Linked DNA regions of Mus musculus: region 1 is linked to region 2. Evidence: chromatin contacts called from public promoter capture Hi-C data. All regions are on one chromosome and are shown on one strand. The core of a region is the stretch at or near the end of the contact, and the rest is flanking DNA. Distances in the headings are between cores, read along the strand shown. Region 1 holds the start of Qrsl1 (glutaminyl-tRNA synthase (glutamine-hydrolyzing)-like 1). Region 2 holds the start of Cd164 (CD164 antigen).

Region 1 (3,795 bases), core at 24-2,523, 2.4 Mb before region 2:
TACCTTAGCAGTTGTGACAACAAAACGTCGTAAATATTTGCAGGGATAGTATCAGAAACCAGATGGCTCTGCCTATAGTGGTGCTTGCTACCAAGCCTGGTGGTCAGTTTAATGCCCGGAGCCTACCTGGTAGAAGGAAGAAACTCACTCCCACAAGATGTCCTTTGACCTCCACTTGGGCCCTGTTCCACACACCCAAACACAAAATAAATACATGTAATAAGAAACCTAAATGACTCCCTCACGCCAACCTAAATGTAGTCTATTAACTAGGTGTGGTCTACACCTGCTAAATCCCAGGCCTGGAGAGGCAGAGCAGGAGGGCGGCAGAGTGGAGACTAGTCAGTGGTATACAATGAATTGGAGGCCAGCCTGGGCTAGACAACGACCCCTTGTTTCAAAAGAAAAACAACAAAACACCTGTGTGCCCAGTGAATTTTGATTTAAAACCAAACAAACCCGGACAACTTACTTCTCATATTAACATCTATAGGATTTACACTGGCAGCGTGGACTTTGATAATGACTTCATTTGGATAGTGTATGATAGGTAACATCATGTTCTGGGTGAATCGAAGGACTTCATTCTTTCCATATTTATCTATCACCCAAGCGGGCATGACAGTGCTCCTCGCAGACGTAGTACTAATGCCTCTAAATGGTGGCTTTGGGATAACTGTCCTTCTCCAGAAGCAGGCGGCGGCACAAGCACTTCTTCTAAGTACACAGGTCTTCAAAACGCCCATCCTGAGCAGGGATGGAGAACGTTTCCTCGAAAAAAAGAAAAGAAAAAAAGAAAAAGAAAAAAGAAAGGAGGAGCGGGGGTGGGGGGTGCGACGGTGGAGAGAAAGGACCTGAAGCAGGTCAAACTAACACATTTCAATTCAGCCAAAATCTGCCAAACCCACAGGTCAATTAAGCGAGGGGGAGCTTTCAGAAGCAAACTCAACCTAAAGCCGCGACGGAATTAAAATAGAATTGCTACTGTGCTCCCCACGTCAGAAATGTCCCAGTTGGCGTCCAGTCAGTACACTGGCCATTCCTTCCTTACGCTCTCCTTCCCCTTAAGGAAAAAAAAGCAAGCAAGCAGGGAGTCCTCAGAGGGACAAGCAAACAAGGCTAGCAATTCCTAGGTCAGGCGGATTCCTGACACGACCCCGGCCGCGGTCTCCTTGCCTGTCCGCGCGCCTCCGGTCGCCGGCGCGCGAGCCAATCGTGTGCAGAGATCATTTCCGCCGCCCGGAACTCGACCAATCCAGGCGCTCGTTGTTAAAGAGGAGCCAAGATGTCTGCGCCCATGTAACGCCGGTGGCAGAGATTGACTCCTTCCTCTGTTCCGGGACCCGGTGCTACCGGCTGACTCCGAGGGCTATGCTGGGCCGGACTCTCCGAGAAGTGAGTGGACATGGCCAGGAGGGGACCAGGGAGGGCTGAGACACTGGAGGACTCGGAAGTTCAAGGTCGCCCCGGGTCACGCCGCACGGCACGCCCCCCCCCCCCGACCGCCTACATTCCTGAGTGGGAAGTGGGATTCGAACCTAAGCTCTTACCGTACACGCTGAGTCAATCCCCTAGAGTCAGAACGTCAAAAAGTTTGAACCCCTGAGCCGTGGAGTGGAACGACAGTCAACCCGCGCGATTAGGGAGAGGTTTCTCAGACAAGCCATCTCAGTCCCGTCGCTGCTGTGCTCGCTTAGGGACGGGGCGGTTTTGTAGCATGCACATTTGAAACAAACAAAAAAATTGGTGGCTTAAAAAAAAAAACAAAAAAAAACTAGGATTTCTACCACATCGTGTTTGAACATCTACTTAAGCTGTAGGTCGCAACCACAAATGTAGGAGAAAATGTGACAGCAGTTTTGAAAGGGAAGGAGGAGTGTTCCTGAGACAGTGGGCAAAGTTAATTCAAAAATCAAACTGTGAGTTGTGAGTTCAAGGTGTTTCTGACCGCACCCAGCGGTGCTTCCTCACGACTCTCTGCAGCAGGGTATGTGTGCACTGCCCAGCAAATGCTGCCGGAAACATCTCAACTCAGAATCGAGAGTATTGTTTATTAAGATTTAACATATGAGCAACTTTTCTAAACTTGTAGAAACATAATTATTTAATTTCAGAAAGCAAAACCTTTTAATATTTTACTAAATCGTTTTTCAGCTTGTCATACCCTAAGTGTGAAATGCGTGCATCTTTGGGATTTGTTGCTTTAAGGTGCTTGATTCTAAAAATGGCTGAGTTATTGACTTGAGTCTCATTCAAAAATCACTAAATAAGTTTTGATGTGAGATTATTCAGCTTTTTCCCAATATGGCGCTAAACATGCTCCTACAATTTTGTACAACATATTTATGCAAAGTGGTGTTCTCAGCACTGATATATCAAATCAAAATATTGGTAAACTGAAAAAAAATGAAAAACGTTGAGGAAACCTACAGCCAGGATTTAATTCTTTATTTAAAAATAAGCAAGTCTATGCATTTATTGGTATGCAGGTTTACTTTCATCTTTAATAGTAGAATTATGTACACCAAATAATTTTGTAAATATCTATATTTATTTATTTATTTATCTATTGTATATGGGTCTTTTGACTGCATGTATGTCTGCACACCAGAAGAGTGTATCAGATCCCATGTCACTACAGTCTTAAGTGGTTGAGAGCTGCCTTATGGGTGCTGGGATTTGAACTCAGGGCCTGTGGAAGAGCAGCCAGTGCTCTTAGCTGCTGAGGCACTACTCTAGACTCCATAGAATGGTTCTAAAATCAAATCCTTTATGATTTAGCAATTAATGCCTTGTATACCTACTTTGTATCTCAGTATACCTGTGCTTTGCAAAGCTTGTCTAGCACAAAAGGATTGTGAGTAGAAAAAGCTTCAGAAGCCCTGCCCAGGCTCGTATCTGTGAGGGCCTTCTGGAGGGCTCTTCCAAATGCCCAGAACACTCTAAACAAAGCAGAGGTGTCATTGCCCAAGCCAGAACAAAACCGGGAAGCACACCGTTACCCGTGGGTCTGTACACTGCCCTTCACTCTCCCTGTCCATCAACTCACTAAGCCCTCTAGTCTGTTCTCTTGAGATACCGTCCCACCTTAAGTCTTAGTCTTGCTTCAATATGGCTCGCCTGCCTTTGTTTGGGGCCAAACTCTCTTCAAGCTTTACAACAGTCTGCTCACCCACTCAGAATCACCTGGGGCCTTAGTTAACCTTCAGCTGGTTACCACACTAGACTCAATTAGAAAGATCTGTGTGATTAAAGCCTAGAGTGTATGGCTTAATGGGGTCTCTGGGTAGATCCTGGTACCTTAGTATTGAGTACCTATCCTGCCTACCGCTTCCCTCTCCCTTTTGTGTCTCCATTTGAGAGTCTTTTCTTTTTCAGCTGGCACCATTTCAGTGATATATAGATATTATGTTAACATATGTGTATATGTACATATACACATGTGCATATACATTAAATTAACATATCTGTATATAAATATGTGTGTATGTATATATAAACATATATGCATATATGCTAATATATTTGTATATAATATATAAGAAAGGTGACATATATGTTAAATATATATAAATGCTAATTTATAAAATTACAATTACCGTACATTGTATGTGAGATATATATAAAATCTTACATAGTATGTGGCATATCAGATAGAGTCAAGTCAAGTTAACAACTGGGAAGAGCCATCACACATATACTGTTAGTGAAAAATCAAATTTGTTCCTTTTTTTTTCTTTTTTGAGTTAGACTCTTGTTCTGTAGCCCAAGCTAGCCTTACTAAGTTTGTTCTCT
Region 2 (3,979 bases), core at 1,369-3,868:
TGTTAAGAAACTATGGAAGTCCTGAATTTAGAAAATAAATACTTCACACTACCTTAAATATTCTACAGAATATTCAAGAATATAGAGCTTGTGACCACAAAGTTTCTTACCTTCTTGGCAATGTAACCAAAAGCAGGTAATATTATTAGTAAAGGTGGCATTAACACAGGAAACACAGCTGTTGAAGCTCGCACAGGTTTCTGAGGGGAAATTATGAAATCAATGAATTGACATTTCATTAGTTTGCTCTACATCTATTTTCAACAGTAAGCGTTAGATATAGTTTTAAAAATTAATAATTCTTCAAAATAGTCAAACTTAATAAACTGGTATAAGACATTTCAAGCATGGTTCAGGAAATTAATATTGACGACCTGAGTTCAATCCCCCAGACGCACAAGGTGGAAGGAGAGAACCAATGTTGTCTTCTGACCTCCATTTGCATGCTGGGGCAGGAAGTGTGTTCACATACATGTACATACACACGAATATTAAACAATTATTTAAGCCTGGGGTAGTGTAATCCCAGCACTTCAGAGGGAGAAGCAGAAGATCTCTGAGTTCCAGACAGAGTGGGTTCCACAGCTGGTGGGAGTATACAGTACTAGGAAGTGACTGTCAGCCAATCCTTCACAAGACTGAAGATACATTCATGGACTCTCAAGATAAAACAGTAAACACTAGAACATCAACACAGAGAAGCCACTGCCTCCAAACACCAGAGAAACAAGTTTTAATAAAGCGCGTAAGCTTGAAAAAATTCAACTCGAACAGAAACAAGCCAATCTCAATAGATTTTGTCTTCATCGGTGATTTGACTTCCACAGTCTTCTCTACAACCTGGAAATGCTCCTAAAGGGGCCACTGTCATATATGTGCCCGACAGCAATCCAAACCTGTGGGTCCTGACCCCTCTGGGGGTGTGGGTGAGTGGAACAGCCCTTTCACAGGGGCCTGCTAAGACCATCTGCCTATCATATTTACATTAGGATTCAAAACAAGCAACACAATTAGTTACAAAGTGGCAACAAAACAACTGTATGGTTGGGGCTTCGGGAACACTAAACCAAACAATCCAGAAATTAGAATTTAGCAGGCCAGAATGGAGCTAAGTTCCTTTCTTTTCTAGAAACTAGTCGCCTGCACCATTCTCCTTTGCTGAAGCCCTGGATCTCAACACGTATTTACTGCAAACAGGACACGAAGAACCATTCATAAAGTACTCGTTCTTAAGACACGCTGTTCACAACAGTGTAGCCTGATAATGGATGCAGCCTTCGGAATGCTGCAGCTAACCCCGTAATTGCCAGAAAACACAAGTTATCTCCTCTGTGGGCATTTCAATTATACAAGGCAATTAACTTGTATTTCCAGGCTTCTCTTAAAACAATATGAAGAACCCACACATTACAAGTCTGGGAGGAAATTGTCAAGTAGGTAGGAGTCAAACAATATTTTACTTTATCACTTTAACCGTGATAGAGATTCCCAGAACTGTTCTGTAATTTACTTTGTTCATTTAAAAATATCTGTTACCCTAGCATCCTTCTAACAAAAAATCGGGAACTACTTAGTTTTATTCATATTAAAAAAAAAAAAAAAAAAAAAAAACCAAAACCCTAGAGAAGGCACTAGGACAAGTCAATCTTTAGGTTGAGAAGCGCAGTTACTAGATTAAGAGCAATAACCAACTTAAAGCACGTCGTGTTTTCACCTCATTACTTCAAATTTACCTTCTGTCTCATTTGCGTCGTCACGGCCTATGCCAATTTGTACAAGCCTTAACGAACCCTAGAGTTGAACAAAAGGCGTGTTCCTTGATCGGATTTCAGAAAAACGGACAGACTGAATTTCAACCTAACTCCACAGCCTTAAAACACAGGCCCCCGGGAGATCACATCTTGCTCTTTATATGTCCCTAGGTTTCACTTCTCATCATCCGCCACAAGCCTCGTTCTTCCCTTACCACTCAAATCTCAGATACAGCCAACACCGCTCAGCTAAGTCAACGTGAAGTTACAGGAGGCTCGCTGGTGGGAGGGGGCAAAGGGACACCCAACTCATCTCTAAATGTCCCCCACCTATCCCGAACTCCTTCATTAGAAACTTCCGGAGAAGTTTCGAGGGGAGGACAAGAGTCTGTCCCACGAGCCCAAAGTTTGCGCACCCCGCCGACCGCGGGGCGCGTCGCCTCGTCCAATTACTCCTAACTGCCACCGCGGAAGCAAGCCACGTCGCCGTCCCGAGCTGCGGCGCGGAGTTACCAGGCGCTTGGGGGGATGGCGCCTCTGAGGGCAACGCTCGCGGCCTAGCTCGCCTGTCGCCTTCGCCCCCCACCCCGTCGGGCCGCCGTCCTCCGGCCGGGCGGCCATGTTGCGCGAGTCCCCACCGGCTCGGCGCGTGCGGCGGGCGCCCACCTGGTAGCACGGTGGGCATTTGCGTCGTCGGGACCACTTTGGTGGTCGTGGTCGGCACCTCGGTCACGTTGGGAGCCAGGGTGGTGATGTTGGGCTGCGCGGCCGAGACGCAGAGCACGGCGAGGCAGGTGGCGGCCCAGAGCAGTCGGCGGGAGGAGCCCGACATTGTGTCTTCAGCCCAGGCGTCCGGGAGAAAAGCTGCGGCAAAGCAGGCTCCGTCTAGCACTGCGTCCCTGCGGCGCCGCCCCCCGAGAAGCCCGCCCCGCGGGAGCGCGCGCCGGTCACGTGAGCAGCCCGGCGGGGCGGGGCGGAACGGGCGAGACCACTAGGAAGCCGGCCGGAGGGAGAGAAGCGGCCGCGGAGACCTCTAGGGCAGCAGTCCGTGCGTCGCAAGCCGTCCTTCTTGTCCTGGGAGGATCACGCGCGGCACAATGGAGCTTTCCTCACATCTGCACCACGGATGATCTCCCCCCGCCCTGGCAAGGATGGAACTGCCCACGTGACGTAGCGAGGGGCGTCCACCTGCGCCGCCTGGGAGGCGGGCCGCGAGGTGTCACGTGACCCCTCGGTAGCGCGCTGCGGGTAAGAAGCCCGGAGGCTCTGAGACCGCTGAGCTTGAGTTCTGCTGACCGCGCTCGCCTAGGGCTCTGTAGGAGCCGCCTTTTCTTCCGTGAAGCTTGATTTATTTTTAAGTGTGAATTTTTGTTTTTGAGAGTTCGGGGACTCAGTAATGACGGAACCACGGGATCCAAGAGTTTGCCGGGCCACTGGTTCAGTGCCCGTAGCTGTGGGTGGGACCGAAAGTGATCTGTCCCGGACGCTTCCTTGTCGTAACCGCCACCGGTGCCCTTGCCTCACCTGCTTCTTCCGAGTCACTCAGAGATCCGCAGTAGGGATCGATCTGTCCCAGCCCCAATCACTGTGGTCAGAGAGGAAGACGGCTAGGGATGAAAAGCCTTCGTGCCTCTTCCTATCCCCACATCACGAGCGACGAAGTATGAGACTTGGGGAAAGTGACCTGACCCTGACACTAGGATAGCATAGTGGCAGAACAGGCATTTTCAGTGCCTGTTGGCGGACTCTGGCTCTCTTTAGTCGTGAGCGCCATCTGATGCCGGGTCTCACAAAATAATCAACGCTTGACATGCTTATAGTAGGTGGTTTTGGTTTTTTTTTTTTTTTTAAATGAGACTTGAAAATGATAGGTAGAGCTAGGAATGTAGTTCATTTGGTAGAACGATTGTCCCTCATGCAAGAGTCCCTGGGTTTTGCACTATGCTGTCTTGATTGTTTAGCGTTTGCCATATTTTATGTTACAATTTTAATGTCATAATTTTAATTATGCATGTGACCCTAATAACAAGAATATCAGATGTTTCGGTGGTGTCTGTTTCGCTGTAGTATGCATTTTAAAAAATGACTCTAAAAGCATTTTTACAACTTTAGCGAAAGATTGAAAGCCCTTATTTCTGCCAGTAATGAATTTAATGTGGTTCCTTTGTGGGTGTACTCTGTAAAATAAATATGAGCCAGTGGGTTGTGACTGACCAAATCAATGGTCT

What was found. Promoter capture Hi-C pulls out the DNA fragments that hold promoters and counts their contacts.
Region 1: a promoter capture Hi-C map of liver shows a contact between it and region 2, with 6 times the contacts expected there. The contact joins the promoter of Qrsl1 here to the promoter of Cd164 in region 2. A contact is called at or near these places in 2 of 39 promoter capture datasets (liver and pre-B cells).

The regions. Positions count from the first base shown.
Region 1 is chr10:43,899,214-43,903,008 of GRCm38.p6, reverse strand. It overlaps Qrsl1 (glutaminyl-tRNA synthase (glutamine-hydrolyzing)-like 1), which reads left to right and starts at 1,273. Exons shown (of 11, transcript NM_001081054.2): 1 at 1,273-1,395. The coding sequence starts at 1,372. It overlaps Rtn4ip1 (reticulon 4 interacting protein 1), which reads right to left and starts at 1,202. Exons shown (of 9, transcript NM_130892.5): 1 at 473-1,202. The coding sequence starts at 746.
Region 2 is chr10:41,518,139-41,522,117 of GRCm38.p6, reverse strand. Cd164 (CD164 antigen) reads right to left here and starts at 2,618. Exons shown (of 6, transcript NM_016898.2): 1 at 2,418-2,618; 2 at 111-200. The coding sequence starts at 2,583.